Regions from separate parts of the Delphinus delphis genome. Here region 1 is linked to region 2. Evidence: chromatin contacts called from public Hi-C data. All regions are on one chromosome and are shown on one strand. Each heading gives the region's core, a stretch centred on a gene start, on an enhancer-like site or on the middle of the called end of the contact. The rest is flanking DNA. Distances are from core to core; before and after follow the strand shown.

Evidence for each region. A called contact is a pair of places that touch in the nucleus more often than the background predicts.
Region 1: a Hi-C map of lung shows a contact between it and region 2, with 3 times the contacts expected there. The contact joins the promoter of FEM1C here to the promoter of LOC132423356 in region 2. A contact is called at or near these places in 2 of 3 Hi-C or Micro-C datasets (lung and muscle).

Annotation. Positions count from the first base shown.
Region 1 is chr3:78,810,284-78,814,476 of mDelDel1.2, reverse strand. FEM1C (fem-1 homolog C) reads right to left here and starts at 1,488. Exons shown (of 3, transcript XM_060009001.1): 1 at 1,345-1,488; 2 at 1-490. The coding sequence starts at 316.
Region 2 is chr3:78,507,978-78,512,291 of mDelDel1.2, reverse strand. It overlaps LOC132423356 (cysteine dioxygenase type 1), which reads right to left and starts at 2,181. Exons shown (of 7, transcript XM_069540590.1): 1 at 2,004-2,181. The coding sequence starts at 2,166. AP3S1 (adaptor related protein complex 3 subunit sigma 1) reads left to right here and starts at 2,506. Exons shown (of 6, transcript XM_060008991.1): 1 at 2,506-2,741. The coding sequence starts at 2,673.

The sequences.
Region 1 (4,193 bases), core at 239-2,738, 300 kb before region 2:
CATGATTTAACAAAGACTGAACCACCTTCAGATGTCCTGCTGCAGAAGCGGCCCACAAAGGGGGAGCCCCCTCAATGGTTTCGCCATCAAAATTGACCGAGCCCCCGACTTCTATGGAGGCACTGCACTGCTCTAGGAGAAATTCCACCATGTCAAGGTGCCCATACCTGGCGGCCATCAAGAGTGGGGTGGCCCCATTTGTTTTTTCAGAGATCAAGGAGGAAACCTCCTCTTTAGATTTGCTTGCCAACAATTTGGTGAGAAGCCGGAGTTTGCCATCTCGAGCTGCATTAAATACTGCTGTCTTTAGATCCATTTATGTCCAGTTGAGAGGCTGTGCTTTATTTATCTTTCAAAGCAAAGCTCCAGCTTAACTCTATTGACACAGGCAAGGGTTACAGGAACCAAAGTTCAGTGTTAATCACGGCGCCCCAGAACGGATGTATGTTCTGTCTATTGCCGTCCAACATATGACAACCAGAGCGCCAAACTGGAGAAAGAAAAAAAAAAAAAAGTAGCGGTTTTGAAATTTCCATAGGTAAAGGCGAAAACACTAGGTTTTCTTAATTTTTACTCCTGGGGGCGGGGGGAGCCACACTTTAGGGACTACTCCGCCTCCCCAAAAAAGGTGGGAAAGAAGAATACAAAAAAGATACACACAGAGACCCAAATGTTACGGTGGGAGACAGTCTCTTCTCTGTATACGGTAAATTTAAACACTACAGGCAACCGGTTTTCTCGCCTCCTAACCAGCCAAGCTTTGGGCTAGTTTTGCTTTGCACACGCCCAGAGAGAGTACAACCCAAAGAGGCAGGAGACGCGGGTGCAGAAATGTTTCCCTTTCTCACATCTGCAGAGGAGAGCGGGCCAAGGGCGCGAGGCTGCAAGGCCTCGCCGTGGCCAGGATGGCTTTCGAGAAGGAACAAAAAAGGTCGGACCCAACAAACCGCGGCCAGCTAACGCCAAAACCCTCACCCAAAAGGTTCCCTCGCCTTTAAAACTACTCGAGGCTCTCAGGAAATCCGGCTGCCTTTTAGCTAACTTCGCCCGCCCCATTCTGATCCCCACCCCCCGCCCCGCAAAGGGGTCCGTAGGTTCCCCAAACCACAGCCGCCCCTACACAACCTTCACCTCTACCTTTTCCCGATAGGGGCAGCCCCCTCCCCAAGCTCCTCCATCAACCACGACCCCCTCCCGCAGGCCGATCAGCCTGTGGCCTCCAGCCCGCTGCCCGCCTTCCGTTCCTGCGAGCGCCCTCCTTCCCCTTCCCGCCCAGGCCTCCCCGCGGGAGCCTCAGGCCACGGCCCGGGCTCGGCCGACCGCCGCCGCCGCCGCCTCCACTACCTGCCACGGGGCTAGTCCTCCCCGCCGCCGCCGGCCGCTCGGGCTCGGGCTGCCCCCTCAAAATGAGACCGCTATCCGCGCCGCCGTCCGGACCGCCCAGCTCCGCCTGCGGCCGCACAGCTTCTCCATACCCCGCGCCCCACAGGAATGAATCCGGCCGCGCCGCTCGCCCCGCCTCGCCTCGCCCCGCCCCGCCCCGGCGAACTGCCTCCCGCCCTCCCAGTCTGCGCGGGCTGCAGCGGCTACAGCAGCAGCCGCGGCGGATGGTGTAATGGACTGCGGGACGGGGGCCGGACGTGCCAGAGCACTGCTTCACATCACCGACGCGGCAGCCTCGCCATTGGGCCGGGGGAGGGCGGCGGCTGCCGCGAGCAGCCGCCTAGGGGCGGGGCGGGGAGGGGCGGGGCGGGGCCACGCCGGAGGCGGTCGCCGAAGGTTGGCGGAGAGGCTGTCGAGGTGTAGGGGGCTGCTCCGCGCTCCACCTTTCGGGGCGCTGGTTTCGGGTACCTTTGGGTTCCAAGGCCATAACCCCCCAGAGGGGTGGTAGCCATTCTTTCTTTCTCGCAGACATCAACTCTCTCAAACTAGTCTCTTCTAAGGTTCCTTCCTTTGCTGGGCCCTGGAATATACCGAGCTCGTTATGAGGCCTCAAAAAAGCAAAACAAGAAAAACGCAACAAACTTGAGAAAAAGCTTAGTTTTGGAGGCTGCCAAACATGGCTTAGTTTATAAAAATATGAACTCTAAGAAAATATAAAGCTACAAGGAATGATAAAGCTTAACAGCAGTGTAAGTCATCGAGTTCTTCACTCTGAACAGTAAAACCAGGAAATGAGAGGAAGCTAAAAAGTTAATATAAATGAAAAGAATTACTACTTTATGCAGCAGGAAATAAACTTGTGGAATTCATGACGTTAACACATGGGATGTTTTAAACTAGGGTGAGGAAGAGTTTAAATATGTTTGGAGACTTAACACCCATAGTGAATCATGATGAGAAAATAGTTTTGAAAAACGTAGTTTTCAATCTCTTGAACACTTTATTTTGGGGGACTTGAACTCACACACAGTTTTTTGGTACCGTTAAGAGAAAGAGAATGTTAGATTAGACATTATCTGACCCCCAGTATCATAAGTGTAATTAGCATTATTACTTAAAAAGTAATGCAACATTAAAGACATTTTATTTAAAAATCACTTCATTTTTGCATATTTACTTATAGTATTGTCCAGAATTTTATGTAGTTTTGTATAATTGAAATAATAATTTACATACAACTACATATTTTGCTTTTTTACCTTAATATACTCTAAAGATTTCTCATTTTTTATGGTCTTAATAATCATTTTTAAGTGGGGCATTATATTTGCCTCAGGCAGTCAGTATATAGGCTCAACATCAGTACTCCAAAATTGAAGTTAAGGTTACTACCACTGAGAGGAAAATAAAGAAGGGCAGAATAGAAAGGATGAGGGTAGCAATCTATAAAAATCAAACAACCAAGAGGAATTGGCTGTTTTATCCCTAGTGTTAAAGATCACAGTTCTACACTCCCAAGGTGTAAACACCAGAGTACAGTTTCCCAACCAAGGCCTAATGTGAGCTGACCTATCTCTCTTATCAAATTCAATAAGATGTTGTAAAAATTTACATCAGTGGTCTTCAAATGGACATGAGCATCTCCCAGGGGATTTTCAAGGGGTAGGTGCACACTTAGTTTTAAGGCCACCAGTTTCTGAATCTTCAGCTTGCATCTGTATCACTTCCTAAAACTGATCTGCTGGTAAAGGAATGCAGTATGGCATCTCCCTGTTTCATTTCCCAACTCTTTTACAATAGCCATATATTTCCCAAATTGCAAAAATAAAGGACATAATTTTCACTCACTGAGAATCTTAAAATGGTGCATTGTTCCAGGGTATAAAACCAGGCAGGGCTTCCCTGGTGGCGCAGTGGTTGAGAGTCCGCTTGCCGATGCAGGGTACACGGGTTCGTGCCCCGGTCTGGGAAGATCCCACATGCCGCGGAGCGGCTGGGCCCGTGAGCCATGGCCGCTGAGGCTGCGCGTCCGGAGCCTGTTGCTCCGCAACGGGAGAGGCCACAACAGTGAGAGGCCCGCATACCACAAAAAAAAAAAAAAAACCTCAGGCAACCTTTGTCAGTTCTTTATCAATTTAAAATATTGGACTATACAGAGAAAGTATACTCCTAATGACTGGATAACAAATTCTTCTGCAAGCTAGGTGATTTCCAAATAATTACTTTCAACAAAGTATGACCTCAAGATCACTAAGTGAGTTTATAAATTGGAAGGAGTTCAAAGAATTGAGTGAATTGATGTGACAACACTTCTTACAGCCCCATATACTTATTAATGTAAAAACATTTTCTTAGAATTTGTAAAAATGAAAAATTGAGAAAAACACTGACGCTTAACTCTGTCTCATTCTTGTAAGATGTAGTATTTAACAACAAATGTATGCACTAAATGTAAAAAATTACATGTTTAGTAATTATAAACATTTGTAATATATTTTGCATTGTTTAGAATACCTGATCATTTCTAATAAATATAATAATATCTTAATCTAGAAGAAAATGTTCTAGCACATAGTCTTTCAGTCATAGGAAATTTTAAAATTAAATATATTTATATTTTCATCACAGATAAATATAATAGGATGATCAATAAAATACATTCAAACATAAAAATACATTAAACTAGGATACGATCCTGAGGGATGGGGAAGTGGAATGGAGCTATAAGTGTGAAAAGAAAAATAAATTACATAAAATATACTGAAGGTAAAGAAGAGTTTGTTCATATATTTTGTAAATAGCTGATAATA
Region 2 (4,314 bases), core at 932-3,431:
CCCCTGGAATGAAGCCATGTAGAACACATAATGCACAGTTTATCTTCCTACTAAAGTTTATCTCCCTTCTTCCATTTAGTAATCCTACCCTCAGTTATCTAAGCAAAAGAGATGAACTGGGAGATAGCTAAGGAGATTTTGGTTAACTCACCTTCCATACCTCCCTGTCCCTGTTCCTTCAATCCCCTGGGGCTATCAATCAGTCAACTGCAACTGGGCATTGCAAGAAAGTGAAGAAGAAAATAGTGAGTTGTACTACTGAAGAAGAGAGCGACAGCAAGAAGCTAGAGAAGGAAAAATATTTATTATGATTATAGCTGTACTTTATTATTAATTTTTTTAATTCTAAAGGTGATTTGTTTGTAGTTCTCCACTCTAGCTACACAGGAGACTCAACTGGGGGAACATGTATAAGAAAACAGATGTCTACATCAACTAAATCAGAATCTTCTGGAAATAGGGCCTCGGCACTGCTATGTTTAAAAGCTCCCTCAGGTGATCCTAAAGTGCCGCCATAACTAACAAGCTTGGTCAGCTTCAGTAATATGTAGATTAAACCAAAGGTGGAGCATATGAAATAGTTAAGCTTTTTCCATGAGAAAAGGTCCTCAAAAAAGGATGACAACTTCAGGGTAGACATTAAATAGCTAGAAAGTAAGTTTTCTATCACAGAGGCTAACTCAAATGCTCACAGGAGCCAGAAGGTGAAAATTCGATTTTTAAATGATAGTTAAAAATCATAAATTGTGCAGACTCAAGAAAACATGCCATATAACCTCAGGCCATATCTGGGAATGTGGGCCTTATTTTTTAGCCACAGTATTACACAGCAATCTTCAGGCTCAAGTACGTAGTTAATTGTTGACTAAGACTGCTAGATATTAAGACAAACTCTCTGAAAGTCTGTTTCTGCTTATAGTAAATTGCAAGGGAAAAAAGGGAACAACAGTACTGATTCACTTCGCTGTACAGCAGAAACTAACACAACATTGTTAACCAATTATACTCCAATAAGAAATAAAAAAAATCTCTAAAACTCATGGGATTCATCTGACGAACGAGTCTAGTAGTTACCTACAGAAATAATTATAGTTTTTTGTTTATCTATTGGTGAATAATGTGGAAATGACAGAAAAGATTTCCCCCAAGTGTAGAGGCAGTCTGACTTAAAAGGGGGACAGTGCTGGGAGAGACAATTATCCTCCACAGCAGCAGAAAGTGAAGATGGATGAAAGGGCATGATATCACTGAGCACAACATGAGAAAACGAATTCCTGATTTTCTCATAGGCAACTCTACATAGAGTGCTCCACTTAGGAATTACTGTATTTTACAATGGCGAATTAATTCTCAAGAAATAAAGGGTTGAGGACTAATTCTCAAGCAATAAAGGGTCCAGTTCAAGCAACGAAATGATTCATTTACAAAGATTCCAAAACGGTGTTTTTGTTTTTTTTTAAAAAAGGCGATGCCTCTGCCTTTAGTTTTCCCTTAGCAGTCTTCATACCGGGTAAAACCCCAGTTTTTTGGTCCAAGGTGTGAATTCACACTCATTTGGTATAAAAAACAGAGACCTAATCGGAAGGTGTGGATGCTAATTCAGATTTGCCATAGACCATCCTTATCAGCTAAAATCATTATTCAAATAATTAGATCCCGCGTTAAGTACTTGGAACTATCCAGATCCCACAGAGTTCCCACCTTCAAAGAGCTCTCAGTCTGGTCATTTCAAAGGAAGATAAGAGTACAGCGTAATAAATGCCGTGACATTCAAAAACTGGGTACCACACCGCGAAGGTGCGTCCAGAGATAGCTTTCTTTCGAGGCACTTAACTCAAACGTCTTAAAAGCCGAAAAGTATACTTCCTCTCTCCTGACTGGTCAAAAACCTCGTCTGGAACCGGCCCTCCTCTAAATTTTGTTTCTTTATTAGCCGCCATCCCTATTCGAAGACAACCTCAACCTCCCGTCTCTGCCCAGAGTGAAACTGCTCTGAAAATTACTTTTCTTCTTGGTGTCACCGGCAGGTTCTTCTGTTCCCGGAGAGACTGCAGCGGAAGAAGGGGGCTCCGGAGTGGCTGTTTCTGGGGAGACCTCCGTGGGTCCTTCACCTTCAGCAGCAATTGAGGGAGGAAGCTGCAGCGAAGACTCCGGTTCCTCAGCCATCTTGCTTGGAGGGAGGTGAGGGCGGAAGTGGTGGCTCAGCGCATACAGTGGGCGGGCTTTGCGCCGGAGAGCGGCGCTAGGGAGGTGCCGGAGTAGGGGCGGGGAGAACCCAAACCACCACTGAGAGTCGGAATTGCAGGTTGGTCCTCTGCGTCGAACCTGTTGCAGTCCCCTGACCGCTGATAGATCAACTACTGTTTCTCCGCCCCCCACAACAGCAAGTTTCCGGAAAAGGTCGGTAGGCAACGTCCCCGTGAGCCTCCGGGAGCGCAAGCGCCCCTATGCTTCGAGCTCCGGCCTGGAGCTGTTTCCGCTTCCCTCCGCGCCGACCCCGCCCAGGCCCCGCCCTATCCAAGCCCTGCCCCGCAGCTCCGGGGGGCGCGCGCGCGCGCGCGTGTGCGGGAGGGGGCGGGTGGGGAAGGATCGCCAGCGAGATCCCGAGGCGAGGCTCGCGCGCCCGCCCCCGCCCTGGCCCCCAGCTCCCACCCGGTCGGCCCGGCTCAGCCATGATCAAGGCGATCCTCATCTTTAACAACCACGGGAAGCCGCGGCTCTCCAAGTTCTACCAGCCCTACGTGAGTACCCCGCTGCAGCCGATTCGGGCTAGGGGGAGTCGTTGGCGGCCGGCGGCGCCCTCAGGACGACCCCCTCAAGCGCGCCGCGGCCCTTCTCGCGCCCCGGCCGTCTCGCGCTCCGGGCTGTCAGCCTCCCGGTGGGTGTGCCGGGTGCCCACCTCCCGCCGCGCTCCCTTCCTCCGACGTGGCTCTGCCCAGGTGGCTCCTCCGCCTGTCTGTGGGCTGGGTGGCTTCCCGGCTGCGCGGGCGAGGCCCTGGAGACTTCCCGGTGCGGGGCCGAAGCCAGTCGGTCAGCCGCAGCCCCCCTGCGCCCGCGAGCCCACCCGGCGCTCTCGCCGATCTGCAGCCCGCGGCTTCTGTTAGCAGCCGAGGGAAACGGCGCGGAGCCGGTAGGTCTCGCAGCTCCACCTCCGTGACTCCCAGCCTTTCCTGGTGGACTTCTTTCTCTTCTCCTGTGGACGGATGGGCTACTGTTTTTCGCTGCCATCCTGTCGTCACGCAGGAACTTTGGTTTTCTGCGTTTGGAGACATGCACGCTCAGTACAGTCTCTCCAGTAGGTTGCCTTACGGGATCTACTGCCCCTGTGACTTTCAGGTGTCTCCTTTTTAACGAAAAAGATAAGTGAGGACCTAACGTTTTTATGTGGCTTTTCCCCCAGTGGCTGCAATTTATCTACTCCTGCAATAACTGGCGAGGATTGTAGTTTGACCAGTTAGAACTGTGATGCTATACCTGAAAGTTACCATTTCAGCGGCTGGTTTGGCATTTTTCTACGTAAGGGAGTTTGTCCTAATTTATAGTTTTTCTTTCTCCTTACGAAGAATAGTAATATCTGTTAAACTCTTTTAGAAGTGTAAATATTGTTGAAAAATGCAGAAGATTTTAAGGTAGTGAAGGTAAGTAATTTATCAGTGTTTGAGGGAGGGTTACAGACAGATGTGCTTATCTGAGGGCAAAATTCACCACTATGTAGAACACAATATTAGGCTCTCAGTGGTGGGATTAATGTAGAGATAATACCTATTGCGTAGTATTGGGAATTTTGCTTAGAGCCAAAAAATGAGCTTTCAGCTAAATACTGAAAGTGTGCCAAGGCTAACACTTTTATGCAGATAAATCCCAGATGGAAATCATTCCTGCCGTTAAAAATTAAATGTGAAATGTCACTGCCTAAAATGATAATGCAGTCTGTGGAGGTGTTAGCTGAAGTGAGAAATCTTGAGCTCATTCCTCATTTCCTTAAGTAGTTTTGCTTTTGCTGGCGATAAAGAATATTTTCTACTACTCCTGTTTGGTTTTAGTGTAGCATAATTTAAATACTAATGCTCTAAGAATTCTATATCATTCTTTCATCCAGGATAAAATTCTAGTTGATTCTTCTGAGTGGAAAAAATCCCCTTGACTTTACATTGCTACCCATTTGCCTAAAATATAGTACTGTGCTAGCCTTTATTGAAGGAATCTTTCTTTTAGCCATTTTGCCTGTGCCATCCATTTGCAGTGTAGAAACAGTGTGTTCCAATGGTGAAACAATTTTAAAATGTGTTTTTCCATATCTCCACTTAATAACTA